Regions from separate parts of the Mus musculus genome. Here regions 2, 3, 4 and 5 are each linked to region 1. Evidence: chromatin contacts called from public HiChIP or PLAC-seq and promoter capture Hi-C data. All regions are on one chromosome and are shown on one strand. The core of a region is the stretch at or near the end of the contact, and the rest is flanking DNA. Distances in the headings are between cores, read along the strand shown.

Region 1 (2,589 bases), core at 62-2,561:
CCGACAAGCTACAGGAAATCAGCTTTTCTCTTCCTCCCAAGAGCTAGAGCAAGAGGGAAACCGCCCACCCCCCTTCAGGCGCGCGCACTCACACCCCTCCCGACACATCCGTGCACCGCCCTGGATTGATCCGGCCACTAGCCCTAGTACCCCCAGTGCCAGGGTTCTGGGATTCTCCCCAAGTTCTTGGATCTCTTCGCCTGAAGAGACTGGGGGTGGGAGGCAATTCAGGAGAATGAGGAGAAAGGGGAGGGAGCCTTCGTCTTCCTCCCGGGTCTTTCCCGAGTCTGAGTTGATGGGGGAGGGGAGGATGAGACTGGCCCCCACATAACCTTCCGACCCTCTCAGTCTGTCTTTCCTCTTACGGCACACGCTTACCCAGCTCCAACCCTCTCAATAGCCCCACCGAGGATCTCGAGGTTCTTCCACTGCCTCCTAAGGCCCTGCCCGGCCTCCGCACCCCCCTCGACTCCCACCCGCCACAGGTCTCCCGCAGCCCACAGATCGCCAGAGACCCTAAGCTTTCTGCGCCCTCTCCTCCCGGTTGGCCCTTAGACCCTGCCTGTACTTCTCCAGCTTCTAGATTCGGGTCCTCTCCTCATGCCACACAAGTTTCGACACCGATCTCACACTCCACGTCGGCCACGGTCCCTCCCTGCTGCAGCGCGGGCCCCCAATTCTAGCTTGGGCCCCCAACTCAAGTCTTGGTCTTTCCAAACTCCGCCCTCCAACTCAAGTCCTGGTCGCTTCCAGTCCTCGGCGCGCCCCCAGTTTCCAGGTGGCCCCCTGCCCGCTTCCCGCCGCCAACCTCGCCACTCACCCGTCCCTTCCCGGCCGGTAAAACTCCACGGAGAAGCCAAAAAGGGAGCCGGGGGGCCCGGAGAGCACCGCCGGGGCCTCCGCGTCTAGGTTGAAGCCCCCAACCTGGAGTGGTGGCGGCCACAGTAGCAGCAGCAGAGGCAGCAGCGGCGGTAGGCGTCGGGGCCCCCAGCGCAGCAGCACCGCGTGGAGAGGAGATCGAGGCGACCGTGGCGTCCAGCTCCCCATAGTGCCCGCTCTTCCCTGTCCTGGGGCCACCGACCCGGAGCCGCTTCCTAAACCTCCCAGAGGCGAATGACTCAACGCGGGGAGGAGTTTGCCAAACTCCCGGCTGGGCCCTCCCCCCGGCCGCCGGGCCGGCTGGCGGGGGGGCATTCCTGGGTCCCGGGGACGCCGAGGCCGCGCCCCGCACCCGAAGGGGCGTGGGGGGCCGCACCTCTGAACCCTGGCTCCGGCCCCAGCTGGAGGCCGGTGGTCTGGCCTGGCTCAGACTGGGCGGGCTTGGGTTCTTCGCCCTCCTCTCCGCTTCCCCCTCCTCCCTCCCCCTCCTTTCCAGATGTACAACGTAAACGCTCGGAAAAGTAGTCGGAAAAGGGAGCAGAAAATTTCCTAATGAGGAAAGGAATCACCTCTGGGGGGCGGAGGGAGCCTGAATATTGTGTGTGTGTGTCTCCCTCATTTCTTCAGGAAAAAAACTTTGGGGTCGAGAGACAGGGGACTCCTCTGGCGTCCGGCCAACAGGGATTCCCCTTGCCTTCCGGGGCCACTGGGTGCCTGGGTTCTGGCCAGCTAGATTGGGACTCTGCAGCCCAGTCACTGAACGCTCCCCAGACAGCCTCCTGGGGTAGCTTCGTTGGCCTCGGGAATTCCGCGGCTGCCCCTCCCCAAGCTGATAGAGTGGAAAGCATAGGACTTTTGGGGTCTCTGACACAGGAGCATTGGGCTTTATTTGCTAACGTTGGGTTTGGAAGTCTCTGTTCTGGCCCTTTCTTGGATTTGATACCTGACCAAGTGGCCAACCTCTCAATTCAGTTCCTTCATCAGATTGCCTGATTTCCTGGATAAGCCCCAGAAAGATAAGTGATGGGTAGCAGTTGTGATGGTGGTGGTGGGGAGTCTTCAAAGGGAACCAACTTTCAGCTTCTGTTGGCCATCTGAAACCCAAGACACTTGCATTATTTGTGTAAGTAGAGGAAGGGGTGGTAGTAAGTGAAGGTACCTTGTTAGCCCCTAGCTCAGGCTGTGTGTGATGAGATCACCTTTCAGGATTCTGGTCTTTATCTTAGTCTGGGGGGAGGGGAGAGAGGCCTACAGTCTCCCCTAATCCCCTTTGCTTTCTACTCCCTTCTCAGCCTTTTTCCTCCAGGACTTCTCCCCTTTCAGAATAAGGCCCACAGAGTAAAATCCTGCCCTCTTCTTGCCCTTCTCTTTTGACCCGTTGTGGCCTGAGGGGATGCTGAATAAAAATCCCAGAGTCATTTTTTTTTTTTTCCTGCTGCATGCTTCCTCTCATCTGTTACTCTTACTCTGCTTTCTGTCCTCAGTCACCCAGCTAGATCTTCAAAAGCAGATCTCCAGGGCCAATTGCAGCCCCAGAGAGAGGCCAGCTGAACAGACTACAGCCTAACCCTGGCTCCATTCCACTTTCACATCTGCAGGTCCTGACCCTTCGTCAGGTGGGAAACATAAGGAATCTGTGGGTCAGGATCTGAGGCAAGCAGTACCCAAAGTCAACCTCTGGTGTGATTGGCCAGGGGGGGAACCCAGGTG
Region 2 (2,589 bases), core at 65-2,564, 220 kb before region 1:
CACTAAATGTGTCCAAAGCATGTCTCCTGATGCCAGCTCCTTGGTATTCCATGATACCAGGTAATGACAAGTTCCATGTTCTGGTCACTGGTAGGAAACAAAACAACACAAAAACCTCTTAGTTTTTCCTTGATGATGCTGCTTCCACGGTTCCCATCTGACTCACCGCAACCACCCCCCACCCCCACCCCGAGCTGACTCTGCAACATTCATCCAGGCCCCACTCTCTCCTTGCTGCTACAGTGCACTCTTGGACGTCCTTGTTTCCCACTGCATTCTCAACATGACAGCATTGAGTAGTCAAGGGGAGTATGCATATCACTCTCAGGCCCTGACTCTCCAATGGCTCCCTGTCCATTCAGAGTGGAAGTGCAAGTTTAGCTGTGACTCATTAGTCCCCACATGATCGTGATTAGCTTTCTGTGACCTCTTAGAAGCCACAGCTCATTCCCTTCCTTATTTTCCCTGCTCCAGCCATACCGGCCTCAATGCCATTCCTCCAGCATGCCAGACTGCTCGCAGGAGGGTTTCCCCTTGCTGTTTGTCTGCCAGGAAAGATCTTCCCTAAATCTGCCTGGGTCGTCAGCATATGGTAAATGCCAGGTTCCATATGTTGGGGGGCAGAACACAGATATGCAAGGGAGGGAACGGGAAGATGAAACAGGGGAGTCGGGTACCACACAAGACATGAAATGGCTTGTCTTGCTTTCTGTCTTCCTGGGATTCTGTCTTCAGAAGATCAGGGATCTCGGGGTGGGGCTGCTCTTGGTTCTTCAGCAAGTGGCCCCTTTCATACTAACCTCAGGGCTGATGGACCCACATCTATCAATCTCAGGACTTCTGGACAGGAGCCGTCTGATGGTCCTGAATGAACAGGCCGGTCCTTTCTATGCTGAAAGGATACAGAGAAGAAGCCACCTCTTCCAACCATGCACTTGTTACCACCACCTTCTGCCTCTCCTTCAAGCCTCTTACTCTGGTGCTAGGATGTAGGCTTGAAGAGGAAAGGGAAGGGCTCAAGGTAAAGGGCACAGGAGGCCTAAGAGAGTAAACTGAGGCAGAGAGAAACACAAGCTGTGCAGAGCCAGTGACCCAGAGATAGAGCGGAATTGCACAGGCCAAAAGGGGTCCAGGTCAGAGGTGGATGCAGCCAGCAGGTGAAAAGCAGCAATGCACTGAGGGCTGGGCGCTCTGTCCAAAGGATTAAGGTAGGTAGGCTTTGGAAGTAAGGAGCCCAGGACAGCTCCGAAGAGGAACAGGCGGGGCGGCGCGGGCAGCAGGACCACACGCTGCCGGGCTGCGCGGGCGGAGGCAGACTGAGGCGGGCGGAGGCGGCGGGCTCAGCGGAGCGGGCGGGCGCCGGGAGCGGGCTCGTAAAAGCCGCGCGGCGCGGGGAAATTGCCGCCAGAATCGCTGAGCTCCACAAAACGCCGCCCGCGCAGCCCGCCGCCGCGCCCGCTCCAATCTCCAGCCTCATCGGCGCGCGGGCTGGTTATGCATTTAAATGTTATTTAATTGGATTGCGGAGGAGCTGGGGGCCAGAGTGCCCCCGCCTCCGCCCCGCACGCGCTGCACGTCTGTTTTCCGAGTCACAGATTGCCACGCACCCCCTCCTGCCCAATCCTTTGCCTCCGACGCTTCTCTCCCTCCCTTCTGAACCCGGCCAGAGGACACTCAGAAAGACATCAGCCTATGAAGACTGAAAACTAAGAGGCTACGCACGAACACACACACACACATCCTGAAGACGCACAAAGACATAGCAGCAGCAAAAATTGGCTACACTCACTTATACCAGTGTCCATCTGGAAGATTAAGAATGGCAAACAAATATGGTCCCTAGAACCACAGAAGTACACAAATGTGTATTAACACACTCATGCTGCAAGACAAAACATCACCTGACCTCTCCCGGGGTAATGACACTCACAAAGCGACACTGCCAAGCATGGGCAGAAAGGATGCCAAAGCATGACCCTCATAGGGTAAGGCAGAGACCCTCCCCAAAGCTGAGTAAGAAGGGAAGCCTGTGTTCACTCTTACACTCAGCCAGACCACCACCTATTTGCTTTGCCTATTCAGGGTTGGAAAACAAAACCTTTTGTTCAGCGACATACTGTCCTCCCAAACCACAGCACAGGAAGCTTCAAGAGGCAACTGCATTTGTAAGGATGTTTTTTAAACCGAACAAAGAAAGAAAATTGAGTCCCAATTACAACAAGCGGGATAGCAGATAGACACCAGGAGGGCCTTCCTGAGAGGATAGAAACTGGAATCCCAAGAGGTGAGGTTGGCCATGTGTGTGAGGTGGGGAGCTAGCTAAGAAGTCAGCACCGTGGAGGTTAGGGTCAAGGGTTAAGGTTAGGGAGGAGAGCACGTCCTGCATAGGCAGTTCTCCACAGGCTCCCAGCCAGCAACAGTTAACTGTTGACCTGAGATGATCAGGATTACGCCACTTCAATTAATGAAAATGGAAATGGCAACCTGGCTTGGCACAGGTCCCCGCAGAGGACCATTCTGGGCTCTCCGCCATCCCTTCTGCGAGCAGGGCCCGGAGACTTGAGGATCTGAGCGGGGCTGTGGGGACAG
Region 3 (2,589 bases), core at 28-2,527, 200 kb before region 1:
AGGGATCTCTCTCAGGTCTAAGATGGGTCTGCTCTGGGCTGAAGACAGCAAGGATAGGCATGCACAGAAGTGAGGAGAGCTTATTTTCACTGTTCATCTGGTAGCAAGTGTCACAGGCTAACTAGAATGCTAGTCCTGGTTTCCTCTCTTAAACGGTTCTTTCTCTTAACAGTTGTTTTTATTTACTAGGGAGAGCAAGCACACCTTAGCAACTCATGTGGCAAAAGATAACTTTTGGGAGCTGGTTCTCTTCTACTGTCAAGGCTCTGAGGAATGAATATAAGTCATCAGGTTTGGTGGCAAGAGCCCTACCAGCCAAGACATCTAAGAAGGTTCTCTTGCACAAATCACTTTAAGGCTCTTCTCTATAGGAACCATCAACCTACCTCCAGCAATTGTTTATTTCTTAAATATTTGAGTCCCTCATATGTTGGGGGGATAACTCCAAAATAAGATATAAGACAGGTTTGGGATAAGCCATGAAGAGCTAAGAGGACAGATATAATCTGAGCTTTGCTGTCCTGGACAAAAAATCAAAAAAAAAAAAAAAAAATTCCTAGCAGGAAGTCTGACAGTCCTCCCTAAAGTCACCAACAGCCATAAGCTCAATGCCTGATGCTGCAACTCAGTGGAGTGTATACCAAAGATGAATGAAGCCTTGGGTTCAATCCCCAGCACTGTAAACCAGGTATAGAAGCTCGTATCTATCAGCTCAGCACTCAGGAGGTAGAGGCGGAAAGATGAGAAGATCAGGAGCCTTTTGTGTGTGTGTGTGTGTGTGTGTGTGCATTTTTTCCCCTCAAAAAGCAAAATGCCTTAAGAAACATGTCACACATTTCAAATTACATTAAAAAACAAAGGGCAACCCTGAGATACATCCAGGCCACAGTGCGATGGAGGCTCATTAAGTAAAAGTACTGGCTGCTCTTTCAATGGTTCTCAGTTTAATTCCCAGCACCCATAATGCGGCTTGCAAGAGTCAAACTGCAGTCCTATAGTATCCAATGTCCTCTTCTGGTGTGCAGACAAAACACCCATATATAAAAAATAACATAAATAAACCTAAAACAAAAATAAGAATCCAAGCCACTAGCTAGCCGCTGTCCCTTGTAGGTGGTACAGAAATCCACAGGATTTAAATCAAAACAGCGCTGCAGGGCTCACAGGGGCCCCTTGTAGGCCTTGGAGTCACAGAGCGGCTACCTCTCCGGAACTCCGAGAGCCCCCACCGCCCTTCCCAGAGATCCAGCCCCCTACTCCCTCACCTGCACAAGCTCCCCATGCAGCTTCCGCTTCCTTTCTTCGTCCTGGCGCGGAGGGCACTGGGAGTTGTAGTCGACAGCATTTAAATAAGAAGAATGGCTAGCGACGTCTGCTTCCGCCGGAAATGCCAAATCCCCGGAAAACTCGCTAAAAGAGTTCCACGGGTCGCTGGGGATTGTAGTTTAATAATATGATTTACATCAAGACGTCACAACCATCTGGACTCTGCAGCCATCCCCAATACCTCATCCACCAGAGACCTTTCCCTCTTGCTGCCCCGAGGTATAAGGCATCATCTTTGCAGCCCTCCAAGGGCCATTAACTGTTTACATAACATCCAAAGAGGCAACCGTGTGGTTGTGGCGGATCTACAGAGTGAGTTCCAGGACAGCCAGGGCTACACAGAAACCCTGACTCGACAAAACAAAACAACCAAACAAATATCCACGAAGGCATTTCTCTCAGCACCTACCTCTTTGACAGTGAACATCCCTGTTAGCATTAGCATCTAAATCCACAGCCTCGCCATTTTAATCTGTTTCTCTCTTGCCTTGACATCTGCCAGCCTGTATCCTGAATTGGGTTTCTCCAAGAAGCAAAATCAAAACCATCCTTTTATCAATGTGAGGAGATGTATTGTGGAAATACGCTCACAGCCCTATGGGACCTGCTGCCTGTAAGCTGGAGAACCAGGGAAGCCCTTTGTGTTAAGAGCCCTTCCTTAGTCATTGGTTGCACTGGACTCTGAACAGGTTGGTGGTGCCCACCCAGGTTAGTAAGGAAGATCGTCCTGACTCAGATTTTTGTTTATTTACCAACTCTTATGTCTCCTGGCCCTCATAAGTAGACATATATAAATAACACATCCCATCTTTCCAGACTCTCCTACAATAGTCTTCCCAGGAAGCCTTCTCCAACAAACTTTAATCCCTAATTGCACCTAACTAGCCCCTCAGCACTGACTTCCAAAGCCATTCACACCCTGCTTTGTTCCTATCTAACTGGACATTTCACTGTGACTTTTCACTCAACTGGAATCTTCCATGGGTAGATATCTTCTGGGTCCCTTGCCTTCCCCAATACTCATGCCGGGGGAAGCCAGGGCTCTCATCACCAAAGCAAAGTCCCCAATGGGTGCTAGGGAAGAAGACCAGGGAACCCAGAACACAATGCCTTTCCCAAGACTGCTCTAGCATCCAGATAAAAGCAGTGGGTGCAGCTGTTGTGAGTAGTGACCATCCAGCATCAAGGTGAGGAATCACTCACCTGTATTCCATCGAGGCTGCCCCTTACTTGCTGAGCTGTAGTGCACAGCAGCCTTGTCCC
Region 4 (2,589 bases), core at 56-2,555, 170 kb after region 1:
TGAGGTCTCAAACTCCCTCTCCAGCCCCTTGGTCCCCAGGTAGGGAGAGGAGAAGCTGGGTACCTGCTCCTCCCTGGATCTGAGAAGTAGAAGTTTCAAAGTGTACACCTGCTGGGTCCCTTTTCATCCACACCCAATTCTATGAATCGGCTCTAGCAATGTGGAAACCTTTTTCTCCTGCTCATCCCCAGAGGTCTGATTCTTTCAGGTGGAGAGCTTGACAGTGAGTGGCTGGGGGCAGGAGTCCTGGGGAGCTGGATGCTCTTGGGGAGGGATGGTCTTCACAATCCAGGGAATGCAAAAGAAGGCAGGCTGCAGATAGTAGCCCCTTCCATACGCTCACTGACGCTGACACACACTGCTCACTCACACACTGCCGCCTCTGCCAGGCTGCTCAGAGCTAAAAATAGGCCAGGCCAGGAGGCTGGGCCAGGGCCCTGCACTCCCACCCGATGAGCCAAGCTTTCTTGGTGGCTTGCTCGTGGCTAAGCTTGGACCCCAGGCCCAGACGCTCCAGATCGCCGCGCTGCGCCCCGCATCTCACCCCCACTCCCTACTCCATAGGGCAGAGTTATACCCAGGTCCCACGTGCTCTGACTTGCAGAAGGGAACATCAGCTTGCAGACCCCTCCACCCTCCCCCGTCCTTGCTCTAAAACTCCTCCATAGCTGTTCTCATCCCTTTGGGTGCCACACTCAGCCTCCAGATGACACGGAGGGGAGGAGAGCTGTCTCTTCTGCTCACTCGCCGCCCCCCGCCCGCAACATCCTCCCGGCAGTACCCTTCAGCTTACCAATGCCACTTAGCCGGGAAACTCTGGGGGTTGACTGGGTGTGAGGGGCTGTAAGGTCGCCAGTGAGGGAGGAGGGGTCGTGTCCCTATGGCTGGGCTGGGAGTGAACGATGCTCTTGGAGACACCCGCCACAGGGACCCATACTGGTGACCGAGGTGTGGCCTCGCTGTTGGGGGAGGGTATGGAGACCCCCATAAACTGGGCGAGTGCGTTCCTGAAGAGGTGTGGTGCCGCGCTGGGGCAAGGCAGGGATTCAAGTCTCACGGCCAGGTCCCCAGTCCTTCGCCGAGTCCTGCTGCCCCGCCCTGCCTGTACCTGCTCCGCCGCCTCCGGGTCCAGGTGAGGCTCCAGCAGCGGGACCGTAAACTGGATCTTCCGTGGGCTGTTGTCGGGCTCCATGGCTCCCGGTCAGGCAGCGGCGGACCTCGGGCTGGGGCGGGCGCGCTCCCTCTCTGTTGCGCTCCGGCCCTGGCCCCAGCCCGGCGCTCGGCTTGCAGCTCCTGGCTCGGCGCGCCCCGCTCCGCTTGGGGACTGTGTTGTTGCGGATTGGCTCGTCACCGTCCCTCCCGGCCCCCTCCTCCCCCAGTCCCGAGCCTTAACCCCGTCGTGGCTGTGCTGGCGGCTGTGCAGGTCGCCGCCCCTCAAGCTAAGGATCCAGACCCCGGTTGGTCGCTGTCCTAGACCACCCGCGGGCCGGCATCCAGGTATTTTAGAATTCTGGGCAGGGGGTGGGTGTGGAAAGGTTTTATCAAGAACTTCTTCAAGCTGGTGCAGGTTTCATGGTCTGGAAAAAAGAAAGGACACAGCTCCAGAGGTAGATTATGTTTATGATCTAAAGGAGATTTCACAAAGAGAAAAGATTGAAAGGAGATTTAGGTACACAGCAGGAGGGATTAAAGTTAGACTGGGAGGGAACTTCCCCTTGAGGCCAATTACTAGAGTGGATGTGAAAACTTTGAGGGCAGGTGCGAGCTTTGGCTACTGTTCAGGGAACACTCCTGGACAAGAGAGAGAAGAGGGGAAGCTCTCAGAGAGTCGGCAGAGTAAGACTCTTTGGAGTGTGAGTGGACCAAGGGCTTGGGGAGAGGGCCATTTAGGGTAAAGAAGAAGCCATGGAGGTGAAAGCCAATCCTGCTTGTGAAATAGATTTCACTTTCTGCTTGCTACATTGTGAGCTGCAAAGTAGGTGAAAGGCCTTTAAGGGGATTACAGGGATGGGGATGGGGAGTGGAGGACACCCCACCGGGGTGGCCTGTTTACAGATGGCTGGTGTCCACTTTCACTGTTGGCAGGACAATGAAAATGCTCTGCCCTGCTCTGTCGTGACTATTGGCATGGAAGTTAGACTACTAGAAGAACTTACTGGGTTGGTATGGGATCAACATGCCACTCGGTACTAACCAGTGAAGGCGACAGGATATTCATAGGAACTGAAGTGCTCTGTACTAGGGTTAGGGTCACTAGACAGAGAGAGGTGGGTGCTGGAGAGGTGGAAGGGTTCCTAATGTATTCAGGAGGCACAGTGGAACTGAGATAGAGAAGGAGAAGGCCTATAGTGCTGAAGGGGGGGTATGGAAGTACGGGGAGATCAGTTTCTTTGTAGTCTTAAACTGAACAGAGGGCAGGGTCTATCTAGGTTTAAGCTTGGCTCCAGGGGAATGGGGCCTTGGTCATCCCCCACTCTAGGGGGCAGCTTTAAACCTCAGTCTGGAGTTCTCTGGTGTGTTTTCCATGGCCCCTTCCCCTCTTCCCTCCAAAAATAGCCCCACCCTCACCCCCTTCCTCCCCTAGGGATC
Region 5 (2,589 bases), core at 30-2,529, 140 kb after region 1:
TGATAAAGGAGCTGGCTCACAAATTCTGTAAACTACATTGTGCAAGAGTGATAGAGTCTCAGATGCTGAGGTCTCTAGTCTGTGATTGCTTCTCTGGAGAGGAGGGAACAGTGATGTTTGTTGAAGTTAGATTGACAGAAGGTGAGGTCCCAAGATTCTTGTCACTTTTGGCTCTATCTCCAACTCTGCTGTAGCTTTCTATCTCTGTGCTTCCCAGTGGCTGCTTCTCCTGGCAGTTTTTTTCACAGTGGGAGTCTAGCACTTCCCCTCTGATCCTTTCTCTTCCTTCACCTGAGAAAAGAGGAGCCTCCACTCCATAGTTTAGAATATATGTCTCCTCCCGGTCACCCCTCCTCCCAAACCCCAGAGTTCTTGAAATGAAAAGTCACATTCTGGAACCCTGGATTAGTGGCTTGTTAGAAAACCAGCAGTCAGTGAATCCATTTCTATTTGCAGATTGCATGAGAGTTTCTACGGTGCCAAAGTAGGTGTTCATTCAGAGAACAGAGAGACAGAACTGGGTCCCATGGTGGGACACGGTAGGATGGAAGAGGTTTTGCCCTGTCACACAGTCTTGAGTTCAAATTCTACTTTCTTGTGTCACAAAATATTTATTCAGCAGAGAGGCTGTTCTACACTGGGCCTTTAGCTCTTACTTTTTTTTTTTTTTCCTTTGAAGGCAGAATAAAATGAAGTCAGTTGGAACGGCTGCAGGCCTGCAGGCCAGGCTAGCTATCAGGCTTGCTTTCCTGTCTGTGTGCAGTTACTGGGTAGTTAAGGAAGGCATGGGGGCTGCTTGATCTGCAGAGCTTTAAAATACATAGAAATTCCCTCTGGGCGGGCGAAGGAGGCAGGTCCGGAAGACCCGGTTGTGGGAGCTGAGGCCAGCTGTGGGATGCCAGCATTGCTCCGAGCCACCAGAACTTTTCCTTTCAAAGACAGGACCGCGGCGTGTGGGGGTTGGCCTGGCTAGGTTCTGAGGATTGTGGCTTCACTCCACCCACGGCCTGGTATTACAGGGAGAAAGAAGGACCACCGAGGATACGCGGGCAACCAGCCACGCGTGGAATCTTGGGACCACATGCGCGCATTCACAGAAACTCTGAACACACCCAGAGGGAACCACCCCACCATCCACACGAAGTCCTGCGGGCCGCCCGCGCGCGCTGTCAACACGCACTACCCCTCTCCCCGCCCCCCCGCGCGCAAGGGCACACGCAGCAGCCACTCGTACTGGGCGCCTGTGAGCGCGCTCGCCCTTGGGCGCTTCTGAGTGTGTGCACCCCTAGGCTCTCTTGCGCTCCTAGGCGAGGGGGAGGAGTGGCTACACTGCGCGGTAGACCGGCGGGCGGGCGGGTCGAGGAGCAGGGAGGGGAGCGAAGGGAGGGGGCCCTGGCCGGGGGAGGAGGAGGGAGGCGAGGAGGCGGCTGTGGCAGCGCACGGCGGCGGTGGCGGAGGTAGCGGCGGCGGCGGTGGCGGCGGCAGCGGCGCGGAGAGCTGGAAGCTGGAGCCCAGAGCTCAGCCGGGTAGCGTGAGAGAAGCAGCCGCAGGAACTGCAGCCCTGCTAGCTTGGGCCGAGCAGAAACACACCGGCCTGGCTGGTCCACGCCAGCCGCAGGTGGGAAGGGTCTAGGATGAGGGGCGAGGATCTCTCGGTAAGGGTCCGAAGCTGAGCAGAGGGGCTGTCTCCTCCTTCTGTTCTCTAGACAGTGGCTGAGCATGGAGCTGTCCCCCCGCAGTCCTCCAGAGATGCTGGAGTCGGATTGCCCGTCACCCCTGGAGCTGAAGTCAGCCCCCAGCAAGAAAATGTGGATTAAGCTACGGTCTCTGTGAGTCTCTGGCGGGGGGGGGCGGGGGGGGCGGTGTGTGTGTGTGTGTGCGCGTGTTGAACTCTCTTTCTGCGTGTATGTGGTGCTGCAATTGGAACCAGGCAGGTAGATTCTCTTGGTCACACATGTTGGCAGGTGCGAGGAAACATGGCCCTGACATCCTTGTCCAGGTCACATGTATGGGTCCTTGGCAGAACGAGCCTGTTGGTTAGAGCAGGTTTAGGAGTTGCAAAGCTTGTGCTTGTGTTTGCGGCCCTTTGGGTGACAGGCTGACACGCAGCAGCGCAAAGAGGCAGCGCACTGTATGTGCGGTGTGACAGGGCTGCAGACAGGCAGCGTTCAGGAGGTGCCAGGCTGACTCACACATATCCATGTGCAGGGTTGTGCAGATGTGAGACCCATCACATGCAGTGTGCACGAGTGTTCATGGGTCACAGAGGTGTGAAGAGCACTTGCACACCGATGCGGCGGATCTAGTGCACAGAGAGATATTTGTGCCAACCTGTGGGTTCTATATATCTTCTTTGGGATTGGTCGTTCTTCCCCCTGCATCCCACAGGGAACAGGATGAGGGTGCCCTGCACTTAAGAAGATCATCTGCTTTGGTGTCTGGAAATTGCATATTTAATGGTCTGGAGGAGTGGGTGGAACCGTCACCTGGGCGCTAGAGGACCGGGTGATTGATAGTGAAGAAGACTGATTGATTGATAGGAACAACATGATTGGCTTAATCAAAGCCTTTTTATTTATATAGGATCTC

Evidence for each region. Promoter capture Hi-C pulls out the DNA fragments that hold promoters and counts their contacts. HiChIP or PLAC-seq counts read pairs in DNA pulled down with a chosen protein or histone mark. Capture Hi-C pulls out chosen DNA fragments and counts their contacts.
Region 2: a contact with region 1 is called in a promoter capture Hi-C map of liver, with 3 times the contacts expected there. The contact joins the promoter of D930007P13Rik here to the promoter of Itga5 in region 1. A contact is called at or near these places in 4 of 39 promoter capture datasets (liver, neutrophils and pre-B cells) and 1 of 9 other capture datasets (liver).
Region 3: a contact with region 1 is called in a promoter capture Hi-C map of liver. The contact joins the promoter of Smug1 here to the promoter of Itga5 in region 1. A contact is called at or near these places in 4 of 39 promoter capture datasets (embryonic stem cells, liver, neutrophils and 1 more), 1 of 484 Hi-C or Micro-C datasets (CD8 T cells) and 2 of 9 other capture datasets (adipose tissue and liver).
Region 4: a contact with region 1 is called in an H3K4me3 HiChIP or PLAC-seq map of embryonic stem cells, with 25 read pairs. The contact joins the promoter of Ppp1r1a here to the promoter of Itga5 in region 1. A contact is called at or near these places in 3 of 39 promoter capture datasets (cranial neural crest, embryonic stem cells and frontonasal cranial neural crest), 10 of 484 Hi-C or Micro-C datasets (the HL-1 cell line, brown adipocytes, cerebellum and 3 more), 8 of 115 datasets of contacts at active chromatin or transcription factors (embryonic forebrain, embryonic stem cells, epiblast stem cells and 1 more) and 1 of 9 other capture datasets (pancreatic islet).
Region 5: an H3K27ac HiChIP or PLAC-seq map of extraembryonic endoderm stem cells shows a contact between it and region 1. The contact joins the promoter of Pde1b here to the promoter of Itga5 in region 1. A contact is called at or near these places in 5 of 39 promoter capture datasets (cranial neural crest, embryonic stem cells, frontonasal cranial neural crest and 1 more), 1 of 15 datasets of contacts at CTCF or cohesin (the NIH/3T3 cell line), 5 of 484 Hi-C or Micro-C datasets (bone marrow-derived macrophages, cerebral cortex, embryonic stem cells and 2 more), 9 of 115 datasets of contacts at active chromatin or transcription factors (bone marrow-derived dendritic cells, bone marrow-derived macrophages, embryonic stem cells and 5 more) and 4 of 9 other capture datasets (adipose tissue, liver, macrophages and 1 more).

What each region holds. Positions count from the first base shown.
Region 1 is chr15:103,365,480-103,368,068 of GRCm38.p6, forward strand. Itga5 (integrin alpha 5 (fibronectin receptor alpha)) reads right to left here and starts at 1,312. Exons shown (of 30, transcript NM_010577.4): 1 at 821-1,312. The coding sequence starts at 1,047.
Region 2 is chr15:103,145,514-103,148,102 of GRCm38.p6, forward strand. It overlaps D930007P13Rik (Riken cDNA D930007P13 gene), which reads right to left and starts at 1,315. Exons shown (of 7, transcript NR_045743.1): 1 at 801-1,315; 2 at 2-87.
Region 3 is chr15:103,162,007-103,164,595 of GRCm38.p6, forward strand. It overlaps Smug1 (single-strand selective monofunctional uracil DNA glycosylase), which reads right to left and starts at 1,278. Exons shown (of 6, transcript NM_027885.3): 1 at 1,266-1,278.
Region 4 is chr15:103,536,687-103,539,275 of GRCm38.p6, forward strand. Ppp1r1a (protein phosphatase 1, regulatory inhibitor subunit 1A) reads right to left here and starts at 1,306. Exons shown (of 7, transcript NM_021391.3): 1 at 1,109-1,306. The coding sequence starts at 1,192.
Region 5 is chr15:103,501,755-103,504,343 of GRCm38.p6, forward strand. It overlaps Pde1b (phosphodiesterase 1B, Ca2+-calmodulin dependent), which reads left to right and starts at 1,280. Exons shown (of 16, transcript NM_008800.2): 1 at 1,280-1,618; 2 at 1,707-1,829. The coding sequence starts at 1,720. It also overlaps a transcript of Nckap1l not described here.